Regions from separate parts of the Ovis aries genome. Here region 1 is linked to region 2. A link is a contact called in public Hi-C data. All regions are on one chromosome and are shown on one strand. Each heading gives the region's core, a stretch centred on a gene start, on an enhancer-like site or on the middle of the called end of the contact. The rest is flanking DNA. Distances are from core to core; before and after follow the strand shown.

Evidence for each region. Hi-C and Micro-C count contacts between places; a contact is called where the count stands out from the background.
Region 1: a contact with region 2 is called in a Hi-C map of liver, with 6 times the contacts expected there. The contact joins the enhancer-like site here to the promoter of ZNG1A in region 2. A contact is called at or near these places in 8 of 16 Hi-C or Micro-C datasets (blood, liver, mixed tissues and 2 more).

Annotation. Positions count from the first base shown.
Region 1 is chr2:68,671,435-68,678,747 of ARS-UI_Ramb_v3.0, forward strand. DOCK8 (dedicator of cytokinesis 8) reads left to right here. Exons shown (of 48, transcript XM_060410909.1): 6 at 1,855-2,067; 7 at 6,099-6,184. Among named protein-coding and RNA genes, the nearest start is that of DOCK8, 130 kb to the left of the region's middle. Within about 2 kb of position 5,762, at least 5 of the 54 cell types and tissues checked have an H3K27ac peak or open chromatin away from gene starts, as enhancers often do. A contact at or near this core is called in liver, where this site is marked.
Region 2 is chr2:68,535,428-68,542,252 of ARS-UI_Ramb_v3.0, forward strand. It overlaps ZNG1A (Zn regulated GTPase metalloprotein activator 1A), which reads right to left and starts at 4,719. Exons shown (of 16, transcript XM_042243379.2): 1 at 4,474-4,719; 2 at 953-1,039. The coding sequence starts at 4,636.

The sequences.
Region 1 (7,313 bases), core at 4,512-7,011, 140 kb after region 2:
GGCCCTTCTCCCTCCCCCAGCGATGCAGAACCTAAAGGGAGAAGTAGCGAAGCAGAAACAGGATTTGCTAAACGCAGAGCCAGCGTCACAGAGCAGAGTGAAGGGTGGCTTCAAAAGGTGCATGAGCAGCACACGTGTTCCTCACTCCTCCAGCACACCGAGTCAGTGGCTGGGTTTCAGAGGCAAGTTATGCAGAAGTGTGTGTTTTTAAGTATTAAACTAATATACATCACGGAGAGATGGTCAGACAGGCAGCATCTTCCCTTTCAGTCATTCTTAGGAACCTTTTTGAGTGGAATTGTGAAGTCAAGTGCCTGAATTTGCATAATTTCTCTCTCTATATATACACATATATATATGACTCCATAGTACAAGTATATTTCATAAAAATTGGATGATATAATATTATTTAACTTCTTCTTATTAACAAGAAAATATACTATGATCATCTTTCTCTTCTAATAACAGCATATTCTTCTTTTTGTTTAAAGGCTGAATAAACAGCCTCATTCTATTGTGTGAAAGTTCCAAAATCTCTTAATCTTAAAACTTTCTATTTTTGGGGGGATGCTTAAGTTGTTTTTATTATTTTGTTACTACAAGCAGTGTTCCAGAGATACTCTTGTCCTCATACCTTTGTTTACTTGTCCAGTTGTGGCCTTTAAATAAATTCTGGAGACAGATACAGATGTTGATTCTTTTAAAGAGTCTTAGGTAACCCAAATAATTTTCCCAAGAATCTTATAAATTCTAAGATGAACAAAATTTTTAATAACTTAAATGTTAATATTGGTTAATATTGTGTGTGAATGTGATTGTTAATACATTCAGTTTAGGTAAAATTTATGACCTAAGAGAGCAGGACTTTTATGAGGTAGACAGATATCACCAAAAAAATTTTTTAAATAATTTTGTTTATTTGTTTATTTTCGGCTGTACGGGGTCTTCATTGTTGCACAAGACCAAAACTGTTTTTATAGAGTTATTGCATAGTAGTATGTCCATTTAATAGTATTTTGAGAATAACATTTTACCATGTATTTTACAGATATTTGTAATGGATCTATCTGTGTTCTTACAACATATTGTTGCTTTTGGTTTTGTACTTTTTGCCAGGTCTCGAGTTAGGTATCCAGTTCGCACTTTCCAAGACATTTCTAATGGAATAAAGCATCCTCTTTTTGACTGAAATTTTTTCAAGCATGCTGCAGCTGAGTGAATACTGCTGAAATAGCAAGTGCTTTTTTTCCCCACTCTGGTACTTATTCCTGTAACTGTTACTAAAGTCCTGTAGGAAAGTGTTCCCATGCCCACATTTCTGTCTTTGGAAACATGCTTTGGAGTTTATATAAAGTTTAATTTGGAACGCTCCTCACAGATCATCTTATTTTCCAGTTTTGAAAGCCAAGTTCTGGAGTTGAGATTACCATGAGGTCTCTTTATTCCCCAGTCCAGTCTCCCCCCTGCCTTTTTTTTTTTTTTTTTTTGGAACACCTTATTCCAGTTCTGTTCTGCTTAAGCACAAGACATGTGTATGGTTCATAGGAGACTTGGCTCCCAATCTCCAGAAAAGAACACCCCCTCAAACTAATAGCACTACAGGACTATTGTCAAATTTTTCCTCAAGAACAGGTGTATCTACATCTGATGAGTTAATCACCTGCTTCCAGGCAGGAGAGAGACATCTAAATTTCGGATATTCAGTCCAGGAAGCTATGATGTGATTCTTGTCAGAGACTCGTTGAGGCCTGATTCTGCAGTCCCTCGTTGGAGCCATCTTGAGACATCCCAGACCCTTTAGTTCTCATCTGAAGCCCGTGATCTCTCTCATGAAGCCACGTCTTTTTCTTACAGGCAGGTCCCCGCCACCTGAACGTACTGTGTGATGTTTCTGGGAAAGGTTCCAACACTGCCTGTGACTTCGACCTCCGCAGCCTGCAGCCTGACCCGAGGCTGGAAAATCTTGTACAACAAGTGAGCGCTGAGGACTTCGAGAAGCAGAATGAGGAGGCCCGGAGGACCAATCGGCAGGCCGAGCTCTTTGCCCTTTATCCGTCAGTGGATGAGGTGGGTACGACTGTCTCCACACTGGAGAATTTCAATGAAGACACAGAGAGCCTGCCAGGAAAATATTATTGCTTGTCATTATTGTATGGCAATGTCAGGATGCTTAATTGTGTGATTTCTGGGCTGTGTTTTTCAGTAAGGCAAGCCTGTGTAAAAACAGAGCAAATTACTGATCAGTCATACCTTGGTGGCTCAGTGGTAAAAATCTGCCTGCAATTCAGGAGGCTCAGGTTTGATCTGTGAGTCAGGAAGATTCCCTGGAGGAGGGCATGGCAATCCACTCCAGTATTCTTGTCTGGAGAATCCAACGGACAGAGGAACCTGGTGGGCTGCAGTCGTTGGGGTCGCAAAGAGTCAGATACAGCTTAGCAACTGAGCACACACACTACCAAATCTGGTGGCTTACTTACTAGTGTCCTGAGTTTTCTTCAGCTTTATTTTTTTCTCATCTATATTTTCCAACCACCTTGGTTTTCTCATCTGTTTATGTTTTTTGCAGTGGCCTCAAATCCTCATTTTTAATTGTCAGAGGGCTCACATCCTCTTCTGAATGAGGAAGATTAAATATGAATAATATGGACAGTGTTATCATCTCCATCCTTCATATTGCAAAGTAAGAATCAGAGAGGTTAAATAACTTGTTCAAGATTCAGCAGGCAGATTGAATTACAGAAGGGGATCATAACACATTAACTCCAAGTTTTATGTTTAACTGTTTATGTATATATGACTATACCTAATGGAAATCCAAAGATGACATAAACAATCACATCTTGTAACTTTTCAGTTTCCACCTATAGATTTAGAACTTTTTACCTAATTTGTCAAGAAATATTATATCTGACTGATACAACCTTCACATTCCTCTTCCTCCCAGTTCCCTGATGGAGGTGCCAATAGGTAATAATCACCCAGAATGGATACCAGAAGAGAAGAAACAGTTAAAGGGTGAGGAGGAGACTTACAGTGAGACATCAGCTCATTAAAATCTCCTTCACTAGATTAAATGGGAGGATATCCAGGCTTGATTACAAGGATGAATCATAGACCATTTTGAAGGAATTGTGTTTTATGGTCTTTAAACGGTGCAGAAACTCAGTTGAGACTAAAAGTTATGATCTAGCAGACATCCTAATGCGGCCTGCTTTACTAACTGGAGAGGATTCTTTGTGATTAGTGTATAGGATATTTGGAAATTGGAAAGTCTAAAATACTTGAAGGCTTCTCTACTGGCCCTTGAATGTGTTGAAGTTATACACACAAAAATTACATTTGCTCTTATAACTTGTACTTTCTCCAAGGAAAGTCCTGTAGAAAAAAGGGGTAACTGTCTTTCCTACTATGAAATGACTACAAATGCTGATTTTTTTTGGACAACACATTCATGAAATTATTTTATATTATTATTACTTTATGTCCTTGTGAAGAAAATTAGAAGAGAGGTGAACAAATTACGACTGAGTATACAGGGGAGGCAAAATTAGAATTCAACCACCAAGCTTCTATGAGGTGAATTCTTTCCCTGATTCACTCTGATTCTGTAAAAAGGCATGTGCTGGTCCCTAAGAAAGGTGCACTATTCTGCAGATCATAGGGGAGTTTGCAGTAGGACTCCTCTGGGTTGCAAGTAATAGAACCCAACTAAAAACAACTAAATTTTTTTTCTAGAGTGGAGGCTTATTGGCTTGTAATGAAATCTCAAGCAGGGAGATGTGGAGTTGGCCTCAGGTTCCACTGGGTCTGCTGACAGAAGAACCTCATCTCTCATATTATCCCTTTCTCTCTTTTGATCCTCTCTCTTTCTCACTGTAAATATCTATCTGTTTTCTCCCAGGAAGAGGAAAACAAGAGGTGTCCACGACTTCATATTTCCTCTTCTGCTTCATTGGCAATTCATTTTTATTTCAGATAACTCTAAAAGTGCAAGAAACTCACATAGTTTAGAGGAGACTTGGGAAACATATGAACATATAGACCTTGATGGAACCTGAATTAAGAAACTAACTATAAAAAACCAGACAGTTGGGGAAGTTTGGAGCTGACTACGTATTTCATGAAAATAGGAAATAAAATTAATAGTAGCATTATAGTATATGTTTTTAAAAGTCCTTATCTTTTAGAGGTCTCTACTGAAATACTCACTAATGAAATTATATGATCTCTGGGGCCTTGTTCTGAGCGATCCAGCATTGAGTAGGGGAGTAGTAAGTGAGAGTACATGCTGTGTGCTGTGTTAAGCTGCTTCAGTCCTGTCTGACTCTTTGAGACCCCATGGACTATAGCTCACCAGGCTCCTCCGTCTGTAGGATTCTCCAGGCAAGAACACTGGAGTGGGCTGCCATACCTTTCTTTGGGGGATCTTCCTGACCCAGGGATGAGACCAAATTGCCCATAAGTCAAAATTGTTGAAGCTAGGTGATGGTTATGTATGCTCCATTACAGTATTTTCTCTACTTTTGTATATGCTTACAATTTTCCAAATGAAGAGCCTTTTAAAAGTATACCAAAGTTTTGAATCCAGACCAAAAGCAGAGTTTTTACAGTGAGGCTGTTTTCCAATAAGGGGCCCCTTTCCTTTCAGATGTGTCTGTCCTGATCACCCTGAAAGTTCCAGCTTGCTCTGAGGGCCTTCACCTCAGTGTGGGCATCAGAACAGTACCTCCTCTGAAACAACTCAGCAGTTCTACCCACCAAACTGTTTAACACAAAGGGGAATTGAAAGTTAGAGTGGTGGTGAGTTTATGCCTGGGACTATTCCACCAAACTGGGCACAGATTTAATAAGAAGACGACTGTATTGCTATTTTAAAAAATGCTTCTGGTTGCTATTGGATATTCGGGATGTCATTTATCGCCCAGGAACTGAGAGAGAGTAGCACTGAAACATATGCATTACCTTATGTACAGTAGATAGCTAGTGAGCTCAACTTGGTGCTCTGTGATGGACTAGAGGGTTGGGGTGGCGGAGTGGGAGGGAGGTTCCAGAGGGAGTGGACATGTAGCTGCTTCATGTCATAAGGCAGAAACCTACATAACATTGTAAAACAATTATCCTCCAATTAAGAATAAATTTAAAAAATTTATTATAATTTTTTAATTAAACGTGGCCCTATTCGTTGGATACTTGTGAGCTGCAGACCATTCGTCAGAGTTTGTGTACCTACTACAAGAGCAGGAATTAAAGTTCTCAGGATGACTTGCACTGTCAGTCTTTGCATCCATGACTATAATTAAGATACTGTGATAGTTCACATTTGAATTTTTAGATTAATTTTCCTTGGAGTATAGGTGCTTCACGATGTTGCATTAGTTTTTGCTATATAGCAAAGTGAATCAGCTGTATGTATACTTGATACTTCCCTTTAACTCTTCAGTCCCTATGTTGTGAAATAGACAGACGTTATTTCTTAATGTGTCATTACTAAGCTTTTCAATTCTTAGAACTTTAGCAAGGTCTAGCTGGACATGTCTATTTAGAACCTATAAATTCAGCCCCAAATCTCTATCATCTGTTTAAGGAAACTGAACCAAGAAAGCCACTGTATTACAGCATTAATGGTTTACAGCTTTAGGTGAAAATTTCTGACTCAGATCGCAAGTCTGAAACTTACATGTTTACTGGTAAAGCCCTCAGCAGGAGAAATATTCTGATTGTGTACTTAGAGCCAGCTAAAAAAAAAAAAAAAAAGTCAACAATAGGTATAAGATTTTGCAATGCCATCTGGTGGATGTTACTAAGCCTTATCTATGTTCACATTTCCTTCCTTCCTCTTTTGGTCTCTTTGTCTTAAATGTTTGGTTGTCTGAAAGGAGAAAAATCTTTGCTGTAAATGCTGACTTTGAAGCATGGGGGTTGGATAATAAACTCTTATAGAAGTTGATGTATTATTCTGTGATTAGAAATAAAGCAAATGCAGCTTGTCTTGCATGGTAGATAGTAGTCTTCCCTTCCCTTGGTTAACTGCTGATTAATTCACTGCTGATTTCATGGGAATTCACTACTGATTTCTTTTACAATGTGATTAATAATAGGAGGATGCTGTGGAAATACGTCCGGTACCAGAATGTCCCAAGGAACATCTGGGAAACAGAATATTGGTCAAGTTGCTGACCCTGAAGTAAGTATCAGCAAACACTACCTACTCGATTGAGATCTGTCTTGCCTTTCAGATACAGACTGTCTTTCTCATCAGAGCTTGAATCGGGGAGGACCCCAACACACTTTTAACAGTGGGCCGCTGTGAAGTAGTAGAAAGACCAGAGTTCAGAATCAGGTAGCCCCAGATTCTATTCCTGCCACGCCTTTGACACTCATTCTACTATGAAAAGGAAGATGAACACTAAGGTTAGATGTCTAGGTAATTAATTGAGCGAAATGTCCTGCATTAAGAAAAATAGCAGTAAAAGCCAGTGGTGTGCTGGAGTCCACTCTAACTCATGAGAGCTCAGTGTATGCTTCTCTTCCCAACTCTTTATTCAGTGAAGTCACATTGGTAGTTTGAAATTACCCATGGTAGAATGGTAGAAATATTTACAATATTGAAATCAGAAAATGCTACAAGTTAGAGCCTTTTTATTTTTAGAGATTTATATGCATTTCCCAACAGACCACTATTAAAACACAATGAAAAACTCAGTTACAGTGCCAGAGGACATCAGAGTATAGTGGGACTGTACCAAACTATCCTACGGGGGCGCTCACTGCTAGCTTGGGCCAACTCTTGCCATCCAAATGAACTGACCCATTTTGATCAGTTGTCTGGTTTTTTTTTTAAAGAGAAACTAGAAAGCCAGATTTTTCTGCATGATTTCCTGACTTCTTAAATATTTTCTCATTTCCTTCTTTAGTAACACACATTTCAAAGAGAACATGTCTGAAATCTAGATTCATCTCATGGGTCACGTTTGCTTGGAAGCAATTCTTTTTTAGCTTTTTAATTGTGTTTAAAAGCCACACATCTTCTACATGTGTATTAATTTTGTACTTGTGTATTAAATATTACATGTATTACAAAACAAGCATAAGTGAAACATTTTGAAGGATGAACTCAATCAATTAAAATAAATTATTTTCTTCCTGAATTCCAGTGGATTGTCTTGCCTAACCCTGGAGTGCTTGCATGCCTCTCTTTCCTCTTTACAGACAATTGCTTTAGAGAATTAGTTCTTCCACTTTTTCAAATGACAGGCACTTTCGAAATTATTGAGTTGTAACTGCTCTCAGTTCAGTTCAGTTCAGTTCTGTTG
Region 2 (6,825 bases), core at 3,469-5,968:
GCCTCATCCTTTTCATAAACTTAGTTCCTTTACTGATTTGCAACTGAAAAAAAAAAAATTTAAGAAAAATTCAAATGAAGTTAAATTTTTTTTAGCTAAATGTGAGCTTTTATTGAAATTCAGACCTGAGAAGAAAAACTTATAAAAGTAATCAAGAAGTATGTCTAACACTGCTGTATAAATTTCTTAAAACACAGTTCAGTGAAGACAAAAAACTGGAAAGTTAAATACACATATTTTCACAGATAAGTGAAGTTGCTTGAGGATGGAGACCACATATTTATCTTCTAAGCCTTCTGTTTTAACTGCTTTGCAGAATAATAAACATTCAGTAAGACAGAAGTATTTTCAAATATTTTCAAAACCTGCAGTTAAACAATATAGTCAGCACAAAAGGATCTTCCTAATTGGTACAAAAATCTTCCTGAAAGATTTTCTTTCATCTCCTTAGATTTTTACTTCTGGAGTATTTATGTAAAAATTTAATTAATTCTGGTATGAATTCTAACATTATACAAAGTAAAATTTTATAGAAACAACCTGATTTCAGTATCTCAACTCCATACAAAATAAAACTTGACATGAAGTGAAGTCCTCAATTGTGTCCGACTCTTTGTGACCCCATGGACTGTAGCCTACCAGGCTCCTCTGTCCATGGGATTTTCCAGGCAAGAGTATTAGGGTGGATTGCCATTTCCTTCTCCAGGGGATCTTCCCAACCCAGGGATCGAACCCGGGTCTCCCGCATTGTAGACAGATGCTTTACCGTCTGAGCCACCAGGGAAGTCAAAACTTGACATAAATGAACCTAATTTTTCCAAAACTATCCATAGCAATGTGTTCACATGGTAATACCTTGCATTTTCATTTCTGCATATGGAATATCAATTCACCAGCTGAATTAACTGTTCAATACATTCTTATAGCACGGCATTTATTGAACTTTACTTACCTTCCCCAAATTCATTTAAAATCACTGCTATTCTTTTACTATGTTGCTCCGTCAAAATATAGTTAAGAAGTGTTGTCTTCCCGGCACCTATAAAATACGTTTGTTTTAAATAACAAAAGTCAAAAGACTGATTTTAAAGGGACAAAAATGTTTAAAGAGTCCTAACGCTCTTTAAAATTTGTATGTTATTCAAATATTATTTAACGATGGTAATATGAGATTCTAGAGGAAAAAATTAAAGTACCCTTTGAAAACTATTAAAAATGCTTTATGTCTTATAAAATTTTACAAATATTTACAAACACTCCAATAAGGTGGCTGACATAGCTTTCTTTGACCTCATACGACAAAAAAAAAGTCTTCTATATAACTTAAACAATTAATGTAAGGTTATCTAAATTTTCTATTAAATAAGGAATTATTGAAATAATGGTTCCTGAAGAATAAAGTAGTCATGTAGTTTATAAGACATAAAGTATTTAAATCCCTTTACAGGATGACAGTGCTTCTTAGCCAAGAATAGATAGTTTACTTCCCCCAAATGTACACATAAAGACCTACCTTTTATTTTAACCACACACAAATTCAGAATGTCTATATGGCTGTTTTTAGTATGCTTAAAGCAATCTATAAAATTGATTTTATACACACTCAGTGGTGAATGGACCTAGGAAATGTTAACAGAAGACACAATAATCAGTATTAGAAAAGTTCATATAGCTACACTAACTCTATCCAGTAGGTGGCATAATGCACCTAAATACATTCAGCTCAAGCAGAAGGAAAAAACATTGGTCTTGTGAACGTCCATAGAAGGGTGTAAAAAAAAAAAAAAAGATAAATAACCAACCCTAACTGCATATAGATAGTAGTGTAGTCAATTATATAAACATGTAATTTATTTACATATTTTTCTGTTGGTGGGCATACGGGTTGTTCCTAGTGTTTTGCTATTACAGTGTTGCCAAAAAGAACTTGTATACATGCACACAGGTTGTACACATCTTCCGCAGTAACTTTAAAAGATTTCTAGGGTATAATTAGGAGGGATTTACTGAGTAGTAGGATATTAATATCTTCAACCTTTGGGGGCCATATTTGTATAAAAGTTGTTGAAGGGATGGAAGGCTTGTGTTCAGAGGGATTTAGGAAGCTCAGTATCACTAAAGGTTAATACTCATAATGGAAGGAACAGATCTTAAGGACACAGAGCAATAAGGATATTCTTAAAACCAGTCCAAATGTGAGACAAGGGCCCTGAGCATGTGCGCTGCACTAAGCAGTGGCCATGAAAATGCAAAGGATGGGGTGGCCATGGAAGACTTTGTAGAATTACTAGTGCTTTATAAATAACTATGTGTTTGTGCTCAGTCACATCCAACTCTGCTCATGGACTTTTCCAGACAAGAATACTGGAGTGGGTTGCCATTTCCTACTCCAGGGGATATTCCTGACCCAGGGATCGAACCCGCAACTCCTTCATTGAGGGTTCTTTACTGCTGAGCCATCTTATCAGGAAGCTAAAGATACTAAGACAGTTCAAGCACTCAAGTCTGCTATGGACCGGAGTTTATACTGAGCCTTAGTGAAAAGTGCACAAGACACAACAAACTGTCTCTATCTTCATGAAGTTTAGAAACATTAAGGGAAGTGGGAGAAAGAGGGGGAATTCAGATCAGTAAAGAGGCAACCATGCCACAAGATCATCTAGTCAATAGATGTACAAGATGCCATGGAGCACCTAAGAGGGACATCTAGCCAGAGAACTAACAGTAAGAAGGATGTCTTTCTGGGGCCAAAACACTTGCTCTTTTTAGAAGTAAAAGTAGTTCACTTGGCTGGGCCACAGTTTCTCAGGCTAAAGAGGTTGTCAAGAGCAAGATTATAAACTCATGTCAAGGAATTTGAACTTTAACCCAAATAGAAACTGCTGAAGGGTCTGACAAAATCAGATTGACATTTATTACAGATCATTAAGGCTAAAATACAGAGAACATATTAAAAGGCAATATGACTCAGGACTAGTTAGGAAGCTTTTATAATATTCCAAATGGTTAGGATCACAGAAGCAACCAACATTCACAACGGGATGCTAACATGAAGTTTTGGACATGCAGAGATTGACATGTCTATGAAACATCAAAATAGAAATCACCTGGGTATGAAGTTAAAAAAGAGGGCAGAGGAGGGATAAAAAAAAATTTTAAGGGGAAGCCAGAAAAGTAGGCGGAAAATCAGAAGTAAAATGTGATAGAAACCAAGGGAACAAAAATGCTCAACAATAAGCAGGGAAACCATCTCCTAGATTCAGCAACAAAGTTGGTGGCGTGAGGCCTCATAACTAAGCTTCAGACCATTATCTGCAATGCTCTTCTGATCTACCAGTGAGCAAAATGGGGAAGGTGGGGAGAGCAAGTCTAAACTATATTGTTTCAGAACAAAAATTTGCTCAACTTCACAGTGAAGCTGCATCTGAATAACACTGGGGAAATTCCTTTACAAATAAATAAACTCCTTTATAAAATTAACCCTGAGTAAAAATGAAAATAAACTTAAGTCTGCAAAGCAAAAAAGAGAGAGACGGAGTCATGCCAGCGATTTAATTCCCGTTTTTATGTAAAAGGCCCTCAGGTGCACCAAGTTTATACTTGTCTCTAGCAGCATCTAGAAATGATACTATTTTCCCCAGATCATTTCACTTTATATATTTCATTTCACTTCTTTTCCCTACACTTTTAATATGGTATTTATTCCAGCCCTTCTATTTAACTGTAGTTTTAAAATGATACTTCTCAAACTTTTCCACTAAAGTACTCCTAATGTAAGCACATAACCCGTCCTTCAGGAAACTACTCTGTTTACAAAGTTATGAATTAAGTGACCCCATGAACTCCTGAAAAGCCCTTAAGTTTGAGAAATATAGTCTCGGAGGGCACAGTAATTTTATTCTTACTCTTTCTCCGACAGTACGTTACAAATAGACATTAAAAAAAAAAAAAAAGGCTACAATAAAGAGTATTTTACACGAAAGGCAAGAAGAAACCGGCGTGGGGAAGGGAATATACTGAGGAAGAGCCCTTGGGCGTTTACATAAAGGACACCTTTAATGAGAACCTAATTATAAAACATGCGTTTCTTGCCCCACTAAGCATAAGAGAAAAGCAAACTGAGACAAGTGACTGGTATTTCCATTTTCAAGTCAGGCAGTGAACTTCAGAAATGCAACTTGTTAGGGGTCACATGCATAATGAGGGGCGGGTCCGTGCTTCACACTGCAAAGCTAGAACTAGTTTTAAAAATGCGAGGCTAATTTTCAACCTCAGTTGATAAATGCGACCCTAACGCGGAGGGGTCTGAGCATCATTAACCCGTGAGGTGAGAAGGATCCCGTACGGGGAGCAACTGACCCAGCCCCTACCTCAGAGACTCTGGCCGTCGGCCAGAAGGCCAGGATGCCTAAGGAGAAGAGCCAAATCCCAAAACAGGGTTCACTGAACTTTCTGACCGGGATGGTTAGTTACCTAAATACCCGGTGATAATTGTGACTGGGATCTTAGCGCCGGGGCCAGACTTTTCCTCCTCCTCCTTCACCTCTCTTTGCTTCGCCTCAATGGGGACCAATTCAGGACAATCCTCTTCCGCCTGCTCCTCTTCCTCATCCGCAGAGTCAACAGCACGAAACATCTTGCAAACAGCACAGCTCACCTCTCCCTACACTCAGGACCTGGGATCAAGACCCACCCCGCGCAGCTGCGCACGCAGAACGCGAGGCGCGTGCTTGACGTCATCACTTCGCGACGTGTGGCGCCTCCCGATCCCGCCCCCAGTTACCTGGGCTCGGGCTCAGGGCCGCCACGCCTCTTAGACACGCCCCTACGGGCGCTGGGCACACCCCTCTGGCGTGTTTTAGGAACGTGGGCGGAATTGTCAGGGCCGTACCTGGCGTCCTGTCTGTGTGAGACTGCAGCCTTTATAGCTAATGGACGGTTAGTGATAGGGTTGAGGCCTTGAGACCAGGACAGTTGAAATCTGAAGAGGAGCCCGTCCTAAACAGCTCTCACAGGGAATAGGCTACACCAACGTGACATTTCTTAGTACCATTAAAAATATTTTCTTAATTCATAGGAGAAAGAATGGGAAGTTATAACAGTACAAAGGTAATTGTAATTTTTCTACCTGAACCAGTGAAACTTTTTTCTGTTTTATAGTTGCAGGTTTTATGTTTATTCAGTTTTTTACTGTGTACATGCATTACTTTTATCTATTTTATCATCTCATTTTTTTTAATTTGGTCTCACTTACCCTGAGTTCAAGCTTCCTTGGTGTCTCAGACCATAAAAAATCTGCCTGCAATGCAGGAGACCTGAGTTCGATCCCTGGGCCAGGAAGGTCCCCTGGAGAAGGGAATGGCTACCCATTCCAGTATTCTTGCCTGCAGGATTCCGTGGAGTTCAAAAGAGCCAGACAGGACTGAGCAACTAACACACCCTGAATTCATTTATTCATACATTCTTCAGTGCCTGGCACTGTCATCAATAATGCATAGATAGTCTGGACAAAGAATGCCACCTGCCCTATCAGTAAACAAAGTTTTTTGCAGACATCAAGTCATTAACCTCTGTAGCTACCCCAGCAGTGCACCCTAAGGGGATTCAAGGAGGAAAACAGGATACTGGCCCTAGTTAGTTAAGGTATATATCAAAGGAATGATTTAATTAAGCCCAGACTCTTGCAACTTCACACACAAAGAGAAATCACTAAATTTTTTTGTGTGCCAAGTTGCTTCAGTCGTGTCCAACTCTTTGAGACCCTATGGACCACAACTTTCCAGGCTCCTCTGTCCATGGGATTCTCCAGGCAAGAACACTGTAGTGGGCTGCCATTTCCTACTCCAGGGGATCTTCCTGATGCTCCCAAGCTTAAGTCCTCATGAATAAAACATAATTCTCAACTTTTAGGTTGTGCATCTCTTAAAGTCTGCAACAGCCCTCCTTTATATTTACATATATATTTATGTTCTAATCCAAGAACAGTACCAAGAAGGACACCTATTCATGTGACTGTCTCCTAGTCCAATGCTCTGCCTCTCCTCTGAGATAGTAACCACTACTATGAATTGATCATGGCTGACTTATTTCCTTTTTTCTTTTTGGTTCTATCACTTATATAAATATGTACTTAAACAATATGTTGTTTAATTTTTTCCTGTCTTTGAATTTCATATACTATTCTAGGGTTAGCTGATTTTTCAACTCCACTGTTGTATTATATTGTTACATGACTCATCAGAAATTTATTTATGCATTTCCTATCAGTCATTTTCAGGTTTTGCTCTTATGAACTGCATTGAGTGACCCTTCAGCATTGCTTCCTGAACAGAAAATATCTTACAACCCTGATCACCGTCTCTTAAGTACTCCTCAGGCAAGTTCTTGCAGATTCCCTTCCATGACTCTGGCTGAATGTTACACTAACATCTCTTATCTCTTACCAGGAGGAACCTGTGCCCTATAGCAACTCAGTAAGATGATGGACAAGTATGCTGTAACAGTTTGTAGCTTCAGTCAGAGCAAAAAGAGTTTTATACAGCAGTCAAAATGTCCATCAGCTGATGAATGGATAAACAAAATGATACATCCATATAATAGAAAATTTATCTCACGGAACAGAAATAAAGTACTGATACCTGCTACAAGGGACTTCCCAATTGGCTCTAGTGGTAAAGAACCTGCCTGCCAAGGCAGAAGACATAAGAGACACAAGTTCGATCCCTGGGTTGGGAAGATCCCCTGGAGGAGGGCATGGCAACCCACTCCAGTATTCTTGCCTGGAGAATCCCACAGAGAGAAGAGCCTGGTGGGCTACAGTCCATA